Linked DNA regions of Mus musculus: region 1 is linked to region 2. The links are chromatin contacts, called in public Hi-C maps. All regions are on one chromosome and are shown on one strand. The core of a region is the stretch at or near the end of the contact, and the rest is flanking DNA. Distances in the headings are between cores, read along the strand shown.

Region 1 (6,939 bases), core at 3,070-5,569, 490 kb after region 2:
TAGACGTTCCCCTCATCAACACCAAATTTAACCAAGCACCAAATACAATAAAAACAAATGCACTGAAACATAAACTAAAATTTAGAATTTACTGTATTATTACAGTAAAAATACAGAAATAGATCAAAAATAAAGTCATTGACCACCACTAGATATTAGTAGGCCATAGATATTCTGAAAATTTTATAAAGACACATTATCAAGAACCCATATTTCCTTATATGACCTATATTTCAGAATAATTTGTAACTGACTGCATTTTGGGTTTTTGTTTGTTTGTTTGAATGATTAATATAATGTCTTTCCATATACCCATTCTGGCTTCTAATTGGTCATTCTCCTGCCTCAGCCTCCTGAGGGCAGGGATAACATGTATGTGCCACCACAGCCATCAACAAGATTCATTTTTATAAAAGAACTGTAGCCGTAAATTAAGGACAAATGCAAACCTTTTGAAATATCATTTTAAGTCAAATAGTACAATGGGTCTAAGCAATCTACATAACATTTGATATCGTTTTCCTAGACTTCTCACTTGGCCAACTTTCTGGCCACTGTTTGTCTCCAGCTTCTCTGGCTGCCTCTCTCTGTATAGTCTGAATCCAGCTCTCCTTCTCTCCTGCCTTGTGCCCTGTACTCTCCATACCTACACAGTGCAGGCCTCCAAATGCACCTTCCTGTGTCTCCATAATGCAGCCTTCCAAACGCCCTTGTAATAATCCAGACTCCACACACTCAAGAATATGTCCCCACATAAAGAATTCATCACTTGGAAGTAACTGTTCAAGCTTACTTCTTAATTCTTTCAATAAATTCTCATGGATTAAATGTATATATCATATATCCCATTTTATATATGATACATGATATATGATATTCAGTATATAAAATTTAATGTTTACTATTTAATTATATCATGTATATATCATAGATCATACATTATATAATATGCATGTATGTTATTATATAATATATTTAATATAATATTATGTGTATTAAATAATATATGACATTATTATGTATATTATTGTATTATGTATATTATTATGTAGTATATTTATATATTTTTGTAAGTTACATGTTATGTTTTACATGTTGCATGTTGCATATTGTATGTTATATGTTGTATTTGTGTATATGTTACATGTTCTATATTATATTTTATTATATATATAAAATATACATGATGTCTTTACACTGATCTCACTATCTCTAACAGTGCTGAACTGTGGCAACTGCCTCTTCATTCCTCATTCCCTCCAAGCTAGAAGCACTAATATATGGCACATCCTTTTTATCAGGTGCATCCCTGACTAAAGCTTTCAACAGGTTATTTCCTTTCACAGCAAATATTACTCAGTTGCCTGGTGTTTAGTCCCAAATGCAGCCCCACCCTTCCACCCAGGGCATCATTTTCCTTACATCTCACTTGCATCTCATGTGGTGCTTTTTCTCTTCTTCTCTTCACGTACAGTATCTTCTTTCCTCAGGACATTTTTTCCACTGATGCTGCTTAGCCAAGGCCAAGTCCATTTCCTGCATAAAGCCTCTCTGAATTACACTTGTTTCCAATTATCGACCTCTGCTCTAAAACCCCAAAGCATCAATTCAGAGTTCCATTTCTGACACACTGTCCTTTGTGTTTTTCTTAGACCTGTTGTTGTCAATCTTAAACTGCACTCTTCTGCATGCATCCAAACTGTGGCCTATGAGTGACATCAGAGTGTAAGTGTCAAGAGACACCACAGAACACGAGGAAAACATTTTCTCAGGGGTTCTGTAAGTACCTTTTCAATTATAAGCAAGAGAAATAAATCCAAGTAAAATAGGATTTTGAGAATGGAAAACAGCCTTGTCTCTGGAATGTAAGGGATCTAGTACTGCCATCAGTTCATGGCTCATTAGCCTCTGTGTCCCAGATAGGCATTTCCCATATCTGAGGAGAGATAACCACAGGTATCACATAGCTATCTGTCCTTGAGCAATGGCTCAAGAATGGGAGAAAGACATTCCTTTCTAACGCTGGGGATACAACTTTCCCTGTAATTGGTTAGAAACCCACTCCTAGACCAATTGCCACATTACTATGCTTAGAGTTTGTAAGTGTCAGGTATGAACCATAATCTTCTGTGCTAGGTGTTTAAAGTGCAGTGCTGTTGAAAAAGGAGAAAACCTGGATTCTTGTACATCGTATAGGCTTCCATCTAGTGCATGTATTCTTAGAAATGGCTACTTCCAATGCATACAATAACCATGCTGAAAGTTTGTAAAGAAACCTCTATGTAGGTTGTCATCGTGGTGTTTCTTCATCTTTGGATAAATTTTCATGTATCAAGGAGGAGATAGAATCCAGGCAGCTACAGGAGCCAGCCAGCTTCCCCCACTGTGTTACCGTGATGAGTCTAGATGACAGTGAGGCCCTGCAACTTCTGACAGCTTCTTCAGCTTGGGGTGCATTGGATGCATCCTTGTCAGAGTGTGAACAGCTGCCATGACCTTTCTGCATGTATGCCTCACATGCCTATTTACTTTCCTTCAGAAAAAAAAATTTCTCTTGTTTTCAATTTTCTTTATGCTTACTAATGAAGCTGGAAAAACATATGGTATGAACTTATGAAATGTGACTACTCAGGCATTGCAGTATAAAAAGGGTTAAAACAACCTCCTGAAATTATTACAAGTCCCAAATTCCAAAAGCCAAGTTTTGGCTCATTTTCAAGAATAAGGCCTTGATTTCTCTATGATAAAATCATTCATATGACCACATAAGCCAAATGCTTTAATTTAAACAACAACAACAACAACAAAAAACCCCATGACTATATAGGATTTAAAATACCCTGGAAATATTTTAGCATAATTGGAATCCTGGACAAATTTTATGGTATTTCCTGTACCTTTTCAGAATTCATGAGAATTTCAGAACTATGAGAATTCATAGTTCACAATGCAGAATACAGTTGGGTGCTTCCTGGACTCTGAGCATATTATTGTAGAGAAATCAAATAAATAAAAAAATATTTTCCTGAAAAGTTTTTTCCTTATAAAATTTCAGAGGAATTAGCCTCATGAAAAGCAGAAGTCATTCTCTCCTGCTAAACTCACAACTGGAGTTTCCAGAGCTGAACTGACGTCTGTAATAAAGATTAGTGTTTATTTCGTAGGTGACATGTTTATACTTTGATCGTTAAAAACATGTCTACATTAAACAGCCAGGACCTGATTGGGCTTCCTATTAAAATGGAGGCAATAACCTTAGCTTCCTTAAATCACCTCTCCCCATGCTCACACCACTGCTGAGGCGCAGATACTCTCACTTTGCTCTTCTAACTTTTGATTTCCATGACCAGGGTCAGCAGTTATGTGAGCCATTGGGCTCTGGGGCTGATGCTACTGTTTAAAACTCAGCCCCATTGGCATGACTCAATTCAAGGTTGTAGTGGGGACAAGCACTTCTCCCTTCTAGATTCAATGATGACTCTATGACCTTATGACCTGGATCCTCAGGAGATCAAGCCTTGGCCACACTGAAGAAAGGTCTGTTTTGTGGCATGTGGTTTCCTTCCTGGGTTTGGGTTTTAGGTTACAGTCTCAAATTTCAATGTGAGATGTCACTCCTGCACCTTGGGGAGGATGTGGTGTGTGGTGCATGTAAAAGGAAGAGATAAAACTCTTCTAACCAAAACGGTGTCACCAATAACATAGGATTAATTACAAAAGGGGTACAGTGAGAAATGGACAAGGTATTCGGCTAATGAAACTCAGCGTGTTATTTTATTCATAAATAGCACACAATGGGTAGAACTTAGCATGCTATTTTATTAGTAAATAATACACAAAGAGTAAAATTTACCTGCAGGATTTGGAAGAGTTGCCAAGATGGTATTAATGTAATGATCCCCCCCCCTCACACACACACACACACACACCCTTCCATTCCAAGCAGCAATCTATTATTTCAAAATCTTTACTTTGGCTTCTGTGTTCTATTCAAACACACTCTATTTTTCTCATGGCTGGACTCTATCCTCTTCCAAACAAGTCCACTCAATTAGGAGTTGATTTTTAACTGGGTAGGAAGTTTTTAAGAGATAAAGGGTCTAGGACTAACAAAGGACCAGCCTTGGATGATAGAAGCGTGCTCTGCAGACCTGAGCCATTTGGCACGTAGCCTCTCCACTTCGTTTTCTCCCTCTTTCTCACTGCACAGCACACCAGCTCTCAGGCTGAACCGTTCCCAGGATGTTATCTTGCTTCCCCAGCACTGTGACTCCAGGTCTAATTTATGCTTCTCTGGGTAACCGTGTGCGGAGGCTTGTCATCAGCCTTGCTCTCCAAGCAAAGCCAACTGCCGTCTGCTAGGCACTTGGTGAGCACATTATGTACACATAATAAGATGTTGTTCCCTCCACACAGATGCATGAGGCTAAAAAAAAAATAGCATTATCATAACATCTTCCAGCTTAGCTATTTTGAGGCTGCTGCACCCCCATATTACAAAGCCTCGCTATTTATACGATCATGCATATGGAAGACCCACCCCTCCAGGGAGATGTCAGTCCAGTGTGCTCAGAGACAAAAATTATAGGCCCCCAAACTTAAACATAAACTCATCCTGGCTGCTTATCTTGGTTGAATGCCAGCCAAGTTTATTAATAATTTTTAAGTAAGAAAGAAACAAAGCGATTTTAATTTGATAGAAGATAAGGAAGCAACATGAACAAGAGCTATAGCCAAACTCAGCCCAAAAGGTGAACCTCCTGGGCCATAGGAAATGGGGAAGAGAGCCAAAGAGCTGCCTGTGCTGGCCCTGGCTGGGCTATGACTTACAAGTGACGATGGCTGGGTTCCTTTTCTAGGACTCATAGTTCACCGAGATATCAAGTGAAAGTGTATCTTTTTTATTGGATATTTTCTTTATTTACATTTTAAATATTACCCCCTCTCCCAGTTCCCCCCTCCTGGAAACCCTCTATCCAATCGTCCCTCCCCCTGCTTCTATAAGGGTGTTCCTCCACCCACCCACCCACTGTCAACTCCTTGTCCTCGATTCTCCTACAGCGGGGCATCTATAGAGCCTTCATAGGACCAAGGGCATCTCCTCCCATTGATACCTGACAAGGCCATCCTCTGCTACATGTGCTGCTGACGCCTTGAGTCCCTCCTTGTGTACTCTTTGGTTGGTGGTTTAGTCCCTGGGAGTTCTGGGGTTAGGGGAGTGGGGACTTCTGTTTGGTTGAGATTGCTGTTCTTCCTATGGGGTTGCAAACCCTTCAGCTCCTTCAGTCCTTTCTCTAACTCCTCCATTGGGGACCCCATGCTCAGTCCAATGGTTGGCTGTGAGCATCTGCCTCTGTATTTGTAAGGCTCTGGCAGGGCCTCTCAGGAGACAGCTATTTCAGGCTCCTTTCAGCATGCACTTCTTGGCATCCACAATAGTGTCCCACCTGGAGATCTATCCCATATACAGTTACCAAACCCAGACCCTATTGTGGATGCCAAAAAGTGAAGGCGCACCTTTACTGGCATGAAACCTTCTGAGTGGTCTTAACATAGTCTGCAGGAAAGCAATAGGGACACAAACCACATTGGCCTGACTTTTCAGATTCCATGAAGAATTTCTTCTCCAGAAGAATCGGACCCATTGTGAGGAAGCCTATTTTTATTAGCCCATCACAGCAGAAAGGTAAGTGATTTCATGCCTGTCTTCCAAGAAACTGCAAGACACTCATGCATGCTATTAGCTCAACTAGCAAAGACAGACAGGACAGTCATAGGGAAGGGCTGGGTGCATAGCATCAGTTCTCAACCTTCCTAACACTGTGACCCTTTAGTACAGTTCTACATCTCGTGTGACCCCCCCCAACCATTGTAGCTGTAATTTTGCTATTGTTATGAATCAGAATGTAAATATCTGTGTTTTCCAATAGTCTTAGGTGACCCCTGTGAAAGGGTGGTTAGATCCCCTCAGGGGCCAGTACCCATAGGTTAAGAGCCACTGATATATATTTATTTTATCCAAGTAGACCTGTGGGAGGAAGACTGTCTTATTGAACTAAGTGAAACAGCTCCTGTACAAAGGTTCAGGGGACACTGTGGAAGAAGGAGAGAAAACACTGTAAAAGCCAGAGGATCAGGGAGTTTGCTGTGAGATTGCATCTCTTAGGAATATCAGAAGTTACATCCGTAAAGTCTCATCAACACGCTGTCTACACGTGAGCTGGACAGGGACAACAGCAATAGACATGCTAAAGCAGATAGGAAAAAAACAGTACGCTTCAACTTTACACAACAAACTACAGGCAACTAAGGAATGCCGAGAGTGGGAGAAAGAGTCTTTCCCAGAGAAGAACACGCTAACTGGTTACCTAAAAGTAAATGGTCAGCCCTGTATATACATGCACACACGCACACACACACACGCACACACACACCCCAACACTTACAGTTTTAAAAAGCCAAGAATCTGAAAGAGGACAATGAGTATAGAAGAGGGCTTGGATTGCAGAAACTGCTTGGACTGCAGAAACCGAGGTAATTATAATCTCAAAACATAAATGATAATTGTTTTAAAGATTCTGGTTCTAGGTTCTATATGTGACTTACTCTCTATTACATAAAACTTAAAGCCTCGTTGTCAAAAGCAAAAGTAAGTAATCTCTTTTCACAAATTAAAGAATCTAAAATATATTTCTTATAAATGAAACTCCCCACCAGAAGAGCCTTATAGCCTGTCAGAAAACCATGCTAAATAAGGTCGAAGTTTACCATTGCCATATAGCCTTCTGGTCTTGGCCAAAAATGATGGACTTCCTTCACTAGCAGGGCTGCCCCTTCTCTGACCTTGCCTGGGGAATTCAAAAACCCACACACACCTCTTCCTGCAGAATGTCACATAGCCTTAGTTAGATAACAGCTTCGATTTCCTTTCTCCTGCTA
Region 2 (6,930 bases), core at 868-3,367:
CACATGTGCAAAACCTTCAAGCGGAAATGGGAGCCCTGCTTTTACTGCTGCATGCTTTATGGTAAGTCACACTAATTTAGCATGTTTATTCTCCTCAATGTAAGAAAAGACTTACAGAAAACACTATTAAATTTCAGAGCTGCTCCTACTCATCACCGTCTCTTGAAAAAAAAAAAAAAACACTTCCATTTCTATTTTCCTAATGCAAAGGTAAGATGTCTCTTGTATCACCAGTGATCACTGGTGCTAGTTGCCAGTGGTTATATGGTGTCTGTCAGAATCAGCAGCAGAATATAGAGAACCCCCATGTAGGAGTGGCATAGGAACAATAGTGACTTGTTTTCATCTCATATCAGAAGAATCCCAAGAGATATTATCATATGTTAACATTTGTTGGAAATATCAGAGTTTAAAGGTCCGTTGTTGAGGGTTAAGGGACTTTTTAGAGGTAGCTTTTGCCAAGGCACGTGGATGAGGCTGAAAATGGAGGCGTGGCATCATGATGGTCAGGCGAAACCCAGCATCACGACTGCTAGGGAGCTTGGTTAAGTAGGAGAATTCAATGGCTTGTTTACTAAAAGGAGACCATTGCTGCTGGGAGCTTGGAGAATTGTTATGGTCCAGAATTGTTAAGCTTAGGGGGGAGAGAGAGAGAGAGAGAGAGAGAGAGAGAGACAGAGAGAGAGAGAGAGAGAGAGAGAGAGAGCAGAAATCGGCATAAGGAGATGTGGCCTGTTCTGGGTAGGATGTTCTCAAAATAACCAGAAAGCCCCAGTGAAGGCGTTAAGCTTGAGTGTTCTGTAAGATGACTAAAAGCTTTAGGAGTATTTAAAGGAGATGAACAGCAGGGAGGGACAGGGTAGGAAGTCAATCTGGCCAGAACAGAACACTTCAAAATGGTTTTATCTGAACGTTTTGAACCCTTGACACTGAGTCACTTAAAGGAAGTAGCCAATCCCCAAGGAGTGACTGAAGACACGGGATATAGATGCTGTAGCTTTGGGGTGCATTTCCCAGTATCTAGAAGTCGGGTACATATTTTGCCAAACCAGGCTGTCCTGCCTGGGGCAATTCCAAAGTAGAGGTGGGTGCTGAGCCAAAGCGATCTCTTTTCATGTGCACAGACCTATGCACCTCATACCACCACCCCAAACCTGGAATCACCATCACCAGCATCATTACTGTGCCCGGAGATATATTAGGAGTGGCTACAGCAGCAACAGGACCATCAGGGAAGAAGCAGAATTTGTTAGATGTAGTGATTAGGGTTTGGAGCTTTTTGCTGTTGTTGTTTTCGTTGTTTTGTTTTGATTTTTTTTTTTTTTTTTGCTTGTGGATGTATCTCCTGCTATTTTTTTCCATCAAAGGAATATTCTGTGACTAGCCCTATGTTCGAGGGCAGGGTTGCTAAATACCCAACAGTAAATGAACATTCATTTGAGCAGCAAGTCCTTCCCCATGCATGTGCTGTGTTGAAAGCTGACCATACAGCTGCTGTGAGTTCTCAGCGTTCTGAGCCAAAGTTCAGATCCTGGGGGCTTGGACAGATGTTCAGGAGGAAAGCAACTGTCCATTCTCTTTTGAATGCTAGCCTACAAGGATGCTTGAGATGGGAGGGGGGAGGGAGGGAGGGAGGGAGGGAGGAAGGGAGGGAGGGAGGGAGGGAGGGAGGAAGGGAGGGAGGGGAGAGAGGACTCAAAATCTTAGTGGCAGATCTGGGCAAAGAAAAGAGGCAGGTCCTTCTTTCCCATTATTATACTGGTTAAGAATCAACCGTGAGCAGAATAGGGGAGAAGTACTAGTAAAAAGGGGACAGGCAGGTCATGAGATCTTAATAGCTCTTGTTAGTACACTTACTGACAATGACGTAACGCAAAATGTCTGGATTATAATTCTAGTCAGGAGCACTGGGCACAGCATCACGGTGTCTGACTCCTTGCGCACGTGCAGAGAGCAAGGTTACTCCGAAAAGAGATGTAATTTTCCCAACCGGGGTAACTCATTTATTTTGATAGCTGCGGGCACACAAAAGAGAGCAGGCGTAGTTGTTAGTTGCAGGTGTTCTTTGGAGTGTGCAGATTGGCAGGGTCTGCGTGGTGGAAAACGTATAGACTTCCTCTCCAAATAGAACCTGGGAAATCATCCAACACGTCCCACTTTCCTGAGAGGAAGCAAGATGTGGGGACGGGAAAGCTGTGTCAATAAGGCAGCGCGGCAAAGGCTTTTGTGATTGTTTTCGTATCATAAATATTCTGCTGCCCAGCTTATGAGCGTGTGATTCCAAACAATGGTAATTTGCTGACATTCTTCAACAAAACTGTGAAGGACTCGGGCTTGCGGTCCCTTCTCGCGGAATCCTCTGTACAATAACACAGAGAGGAAATTTCACGACTTGGGCCACCCTTATGAAACCACAAACGCTAATTAAGACGAGGAAGACTGAATTTCCACCCTGTAATAGGCCCAGAAAGATGACCACGTGAGCTTCGCAGGAGGAGTTTCCTGCTTTGGTGCATAGCTTCATTTCTAGGATAATTTTGAGCTTCGTTCCAGAAGTAATTTATCCGACAGTTCAGGGTCTGTTTCCCCAAATACCTCTGTGAGGCTTCCAACAGACATTAAACTAACTCACCTTCATGGATCCAGTGTTACAGTAGCACAGTTTCTCATGTATGACATTTATCCATTCAGACTTAATCACACAACTTGCCAATTCAACTCAGTCAGCCCCTCCTCTTCTTCCTCTGGCTGCAATGGCCCCAGACATCCTCTAGGTCATCTTTCCTCAGCAGCAGCTGCTGCTTCTAGGTGACAGCAAAGCAGAGCAAAGAGAGGCATCGCACCTCTTGAAGTTCCAGATACTGGGTTCTGTAGCCTAATCTGGAAGACAGTTCAGGGTTAGACACATCTCTGAGGACAGTAATCCTTATGTCTGAGTTACCTTGACAAAACTCCGAAATCAAAGCTGGGTCTATGGCAAGTTTGTTTCATTATAAGGGCAACAATGTATCATTTGTCATCTGAAGGGAAGCTTTGCGTCTTAACAGCTACTGAATAGGCATGGAGAGAGCTGTCACTGTTAGACAAAACTATTTTCTTGTTTTGAAATGGGGGTCTTGCTATGGTGCTCAGGCTAACATTGGTCACCTGGCACATGCCATCCATCTTGTCTACCTCCCAAGCACCAAGGACTATAAGTGTGTGCCACTGTGTTTGGTTCTACTCATGCAATAGAGACAGGAGAAGACAACTGGTGTCATGTTCTGGACCAGGCTCTTCCCTTGAGTAGGATAACCTTATAGGGTGGCTTGACACTCAGGTTTCTCCAGGCATACAGCTTCTTATCTTTACTGATCACTCTAGGTCCAGATATAGTTCAAAATGAAGGAAAGAGACAAAGATTATAACAAGGGCCAAGAAAAGCAATTGATGTACTAGAGTTTGCACGTCAATCCACAAATCTTTACATGATCCATGGCCTTATATTCTAGGCATAATTCTGGTTTACTAACTCTTTTTGACATGTAAAGATTTCATTGATGTTCTAGAAATCAAATCTAGGGCTTTGTATAGGGTCAACAAGTATACCACAGCCGAGAAATATCCTGCATATATGTCATATGTTGTTCAGTATTTCATCTACTGCTCAGATTTTCTGTTTGCCAACAATGTATGTAACTATCTTTATTTTTATATGCAAGAAGTTCTATGAGACACTGGGCATACATGACATTCTGGTCTCCAGAAAAGTCATCCTCTGAGACTCAAGGAAAATAAACACAGAAGCAAAACCAGTGCCGTTGATAAATGATGGAGCAGAGGGGAAAGCAGTTGCTGAGACAACAGGCCCAAGCTCTGGGGGAAAAAATGCTAGCAATGACATATAAGCAATGACATATAAGATGAAAGAAGGAAGCTGGGCAAAAGTAAACCTGGATTATTTGCTATTTTAACAGCCGAAAGACAGAAAAGAAACTGTGTGCGTGACAAAGTAAAGAGTTATAAGAAAAAACATTACCTATATGGGATACTATATATGATGCACAAACCAAAGAATTGGAATTCTATTTTCGAAAAGGGAACATATAACTCATACACTCTTTTAAACATCTTTTCTTTTGACCCTATATCCCCTAGCACCGATACACATACATACATGCATATGTCTGCATACCCATGCATGTGTGTGTATACACACATATACGTACATCTAAGTATGCATATTGTGCTAGTCAGTTTTCTCTTACTTTAACAAAATCCTGACATAAATCAACTTTTAACCAAGACAAGTTTATTTCTCTCACAGTTTCAATTCAAGTTTGGGTCTGAGGATAGTGAGACCACATCAGATTGGAGAACATGGTGGAGCAAGCGTTTCACTTCATGATGTCTGTGAAGCAAAGAGCAAGGAGGAAGGGAATGGGTTAGGTGTCCAACATCCCCTTAAGTGCCTTGCCCGCATTGGCTTAAGGCCTGCCATTTGCCTGCACCACCTAAAGGCAACACCACCTCCGCTGTGGATCAAGCCTCCACACGGGCCTGTAGGTTACACTGAGTCAAACCATAGCACGCATAGATGTAGACCTTCTCCACAGGAGCTCTGTTCCTCAGCCCCGTGTTAGCCCAAAACAGCAGGCACTTATGTAAGAGGAACTCAGGCAGTACAAACTTCTTAAGGACACTCGGAACTTCTCCGTCTGTTTTGGTTTTGCTTCTGCAGTTTCCTCCCTGGCAAGCTTCGCTCTCCGTGTAAGAGAACGCCTGCTTCGGCTCCTTTTAAACATGACTCAGTGGGTGAAAGTACTTGTGCGAGCTTAGAGGCTGGAGTGTAGATCCCGAAACGCAAATTAATGTCAAATAAATTAGTGAGGATGGGTAATCGCATCATGCTTACATTGAGAAAAGAAGACAAGAAAATCCCAGGAACCTCCAGGGCTGGCAAGCCTGGTGCACGCGGAGGCATACAGCCTGGAGACATGGCTGGAATGTACCTGTGTAAACAGACACACCTTCACATAATACACACAAATAAAATGTTTAACATAGAAAGCTAAATTATCTCAAGTTAGCCCCTTAATGATGGATGGAGACTGGGCCATTCTATTGCATTCTGTGCAAAGGAACCAGAGGGAATTGACGATCAATGCTTCTAAGCAGGAACTCTAAGCACTTCCGTTTACCATTGCTCCGCGGTTCCTGGTTGGATATTGGCTTTGAATGTCTAGTTGCTGATATGAGATAAGAATCGGCCTAGGACTGAGGTCCTGCTTGCTGTTGTAGCTAATCATAACTTCTTTTGCATAATGCACCGTATTTCCTTATTTCGCTCCTCGGGTTTCTTAAGAACTATATAGCCAGAGATGGACAAGATGAACTTCATAACTGGACGATGATTCTAGCGGCTACCCCATGCATCCTTTTCTTACTTTTGAAACTGACCTATGTGCATAAAGGAAACAAAGCTGGTTTTAGTTTAGTTTAGGTTTTTCTTTGTTTCCTAAGCTTTCATTTCCATCGTGGCCCATCGGAGGTATCAAACCCTAGGTCTTCACAAGGGAGCCTGGGTTCCTCTTCGTTTATCTGAAACATCAGAAATAAAACCTGACTTGTAAGGATGTTAATCTCCCACCGGGGGCATGTTCTTCATTTAAATTGACAATTTCATTCATTTATATAATGAATTTCCCTAACTTCATATTGCTTCTTCTCCTTGCCCTTTTCCAATCCCTGTCCATCGTGTAGTGGAACCTTCTCTCCTCCTCCCCCTCTCTCTTCATCGCCCCTCTCCTATCCCCCCCCCCCCATCTAGTGCCCTCCTACTTTCATCTCTTCGTTCTGTGTGCCCTCCACTGAGTCTAATCAGTTTCTACCCTGAGCATGGCTGGTTGTTTACCAGAGCAAGGGCTGACTCACCACTGGAGAAAATGACACCTTCTCCCCAGAAACCTTTAATTACCATTGTCCCTCAGGGAAAGGTGGGGTCTATGAGGGCCCTGTCCAGTAAGTTTCTTTGTCAGTGTGATCTGGGAATTGAATCAAACTCTCTTGCCTCCTTACGAGCAAGATAAAAAGAAAGAGCTGTGAGCTGGCATTTGTTTTTGTTTTTTGTTGTCCCCCCACCCCCACCCCCACAGATCTTATAAGCTGGGTACAGTCTGGTTGTTTCTGAGACTCTCTAGTTTGACCAGTGTGTTCCTCCAGCCTCAATGCTCAGTTTAAACCCTAACTATTTTCTTCATTTCCCAATACATTGAAATACTTCTACTAAAGATGAGAGGCTAAGACCGGAGGACCATGAACTTGAGAACAGCCTGGCCTATGACGTAGTGAATTCAAGGTCAGCTATGTTACCCAGTAAATGAATGTAAGCTGGTAGGATGCAAAGCCAGATTCTTTCAAACTTGTCCTTGCTACCCTGGAAAGAAATTACCCAATGCTTTGAGTTGGAGGAGCATGCCAGCATGGTATTCTAGAGGGGGCTACAGTGGATTTGAATACCCCTTTAAAAGACAGAAAGCATGGCTAAATATATATCATGACGTCAAGAAAGGTTCCTGTCTACAACTTAGTGTTTCAGCAAGGTTTCCTGTAATGACCTATGTCAGGTCACGTGGCAGAAAAAGACACACTGGGCAAGTGACAGTGAAATATAGAGAAAAAAAAAAGCTCAAAATCACACCACGTACAAAGAAGAAGAAGAAACTCAATTCTGCTAGAGCTTTACTGAAGAGATGTGTGGGGTCTTGACCCAAGAGAAGTAGATTAAGCTTCCCCAGGCCTCTATTTGGAGATGAAGTCTTCACATAGCACAACTGCATGATAAACGTGGGTTTGTTTACAGTCCCTCTATGGTTGACACTATTCATCATTTGAACAGTGTGTGTCTAAGGATTTCCACAGTCCCTTTGAAGCTTTCTTAGCTATGATTTC

What was found. A called contact is a pair of places that touch in the nucleus more often than the background predicts.
Region 1: a Hi-C map of cerebral cortex shows a contact between it and region 2, with 1.7 times the contacts expected there. The contact joins two enhancer-like sites.

What each region holds. Positions count from the first base shown.
Region 1 is chr13:111,040,277-111,047,215 of GRCm38.p6, forward strand. No RefSeq gene overlaps it. Among named protein-coding and RNA genes, the nearest start is that of 4930526H09Rik, 140 kb to the left of the region's middle. Within about 2 kb of position 4,320, at least 47 of the 459 cell types and tissues checked have an H3K27ac peak or open chromatin away from gene starts, as enhancers often do. A contact at or near this core is called in cerebral cortex, where this site is marked.
Region 2 is chr13:110,556,099-110,563,028 of GRCm38.p6, forward strand. No RefSeq gene overlaps it. Among named protein-coding and RNA genes, the nearest start is that of Gm32990, 9.1 kb to the right of the region's middle. Within about 2 kb of position 2,118, at least 51 of the 459 cell types and tissues checked have an H3K27ac peak or open chromatin away from gene starts, as enhancers often do. A contact at or near this core is called in cerebral cortex, where this site is marked.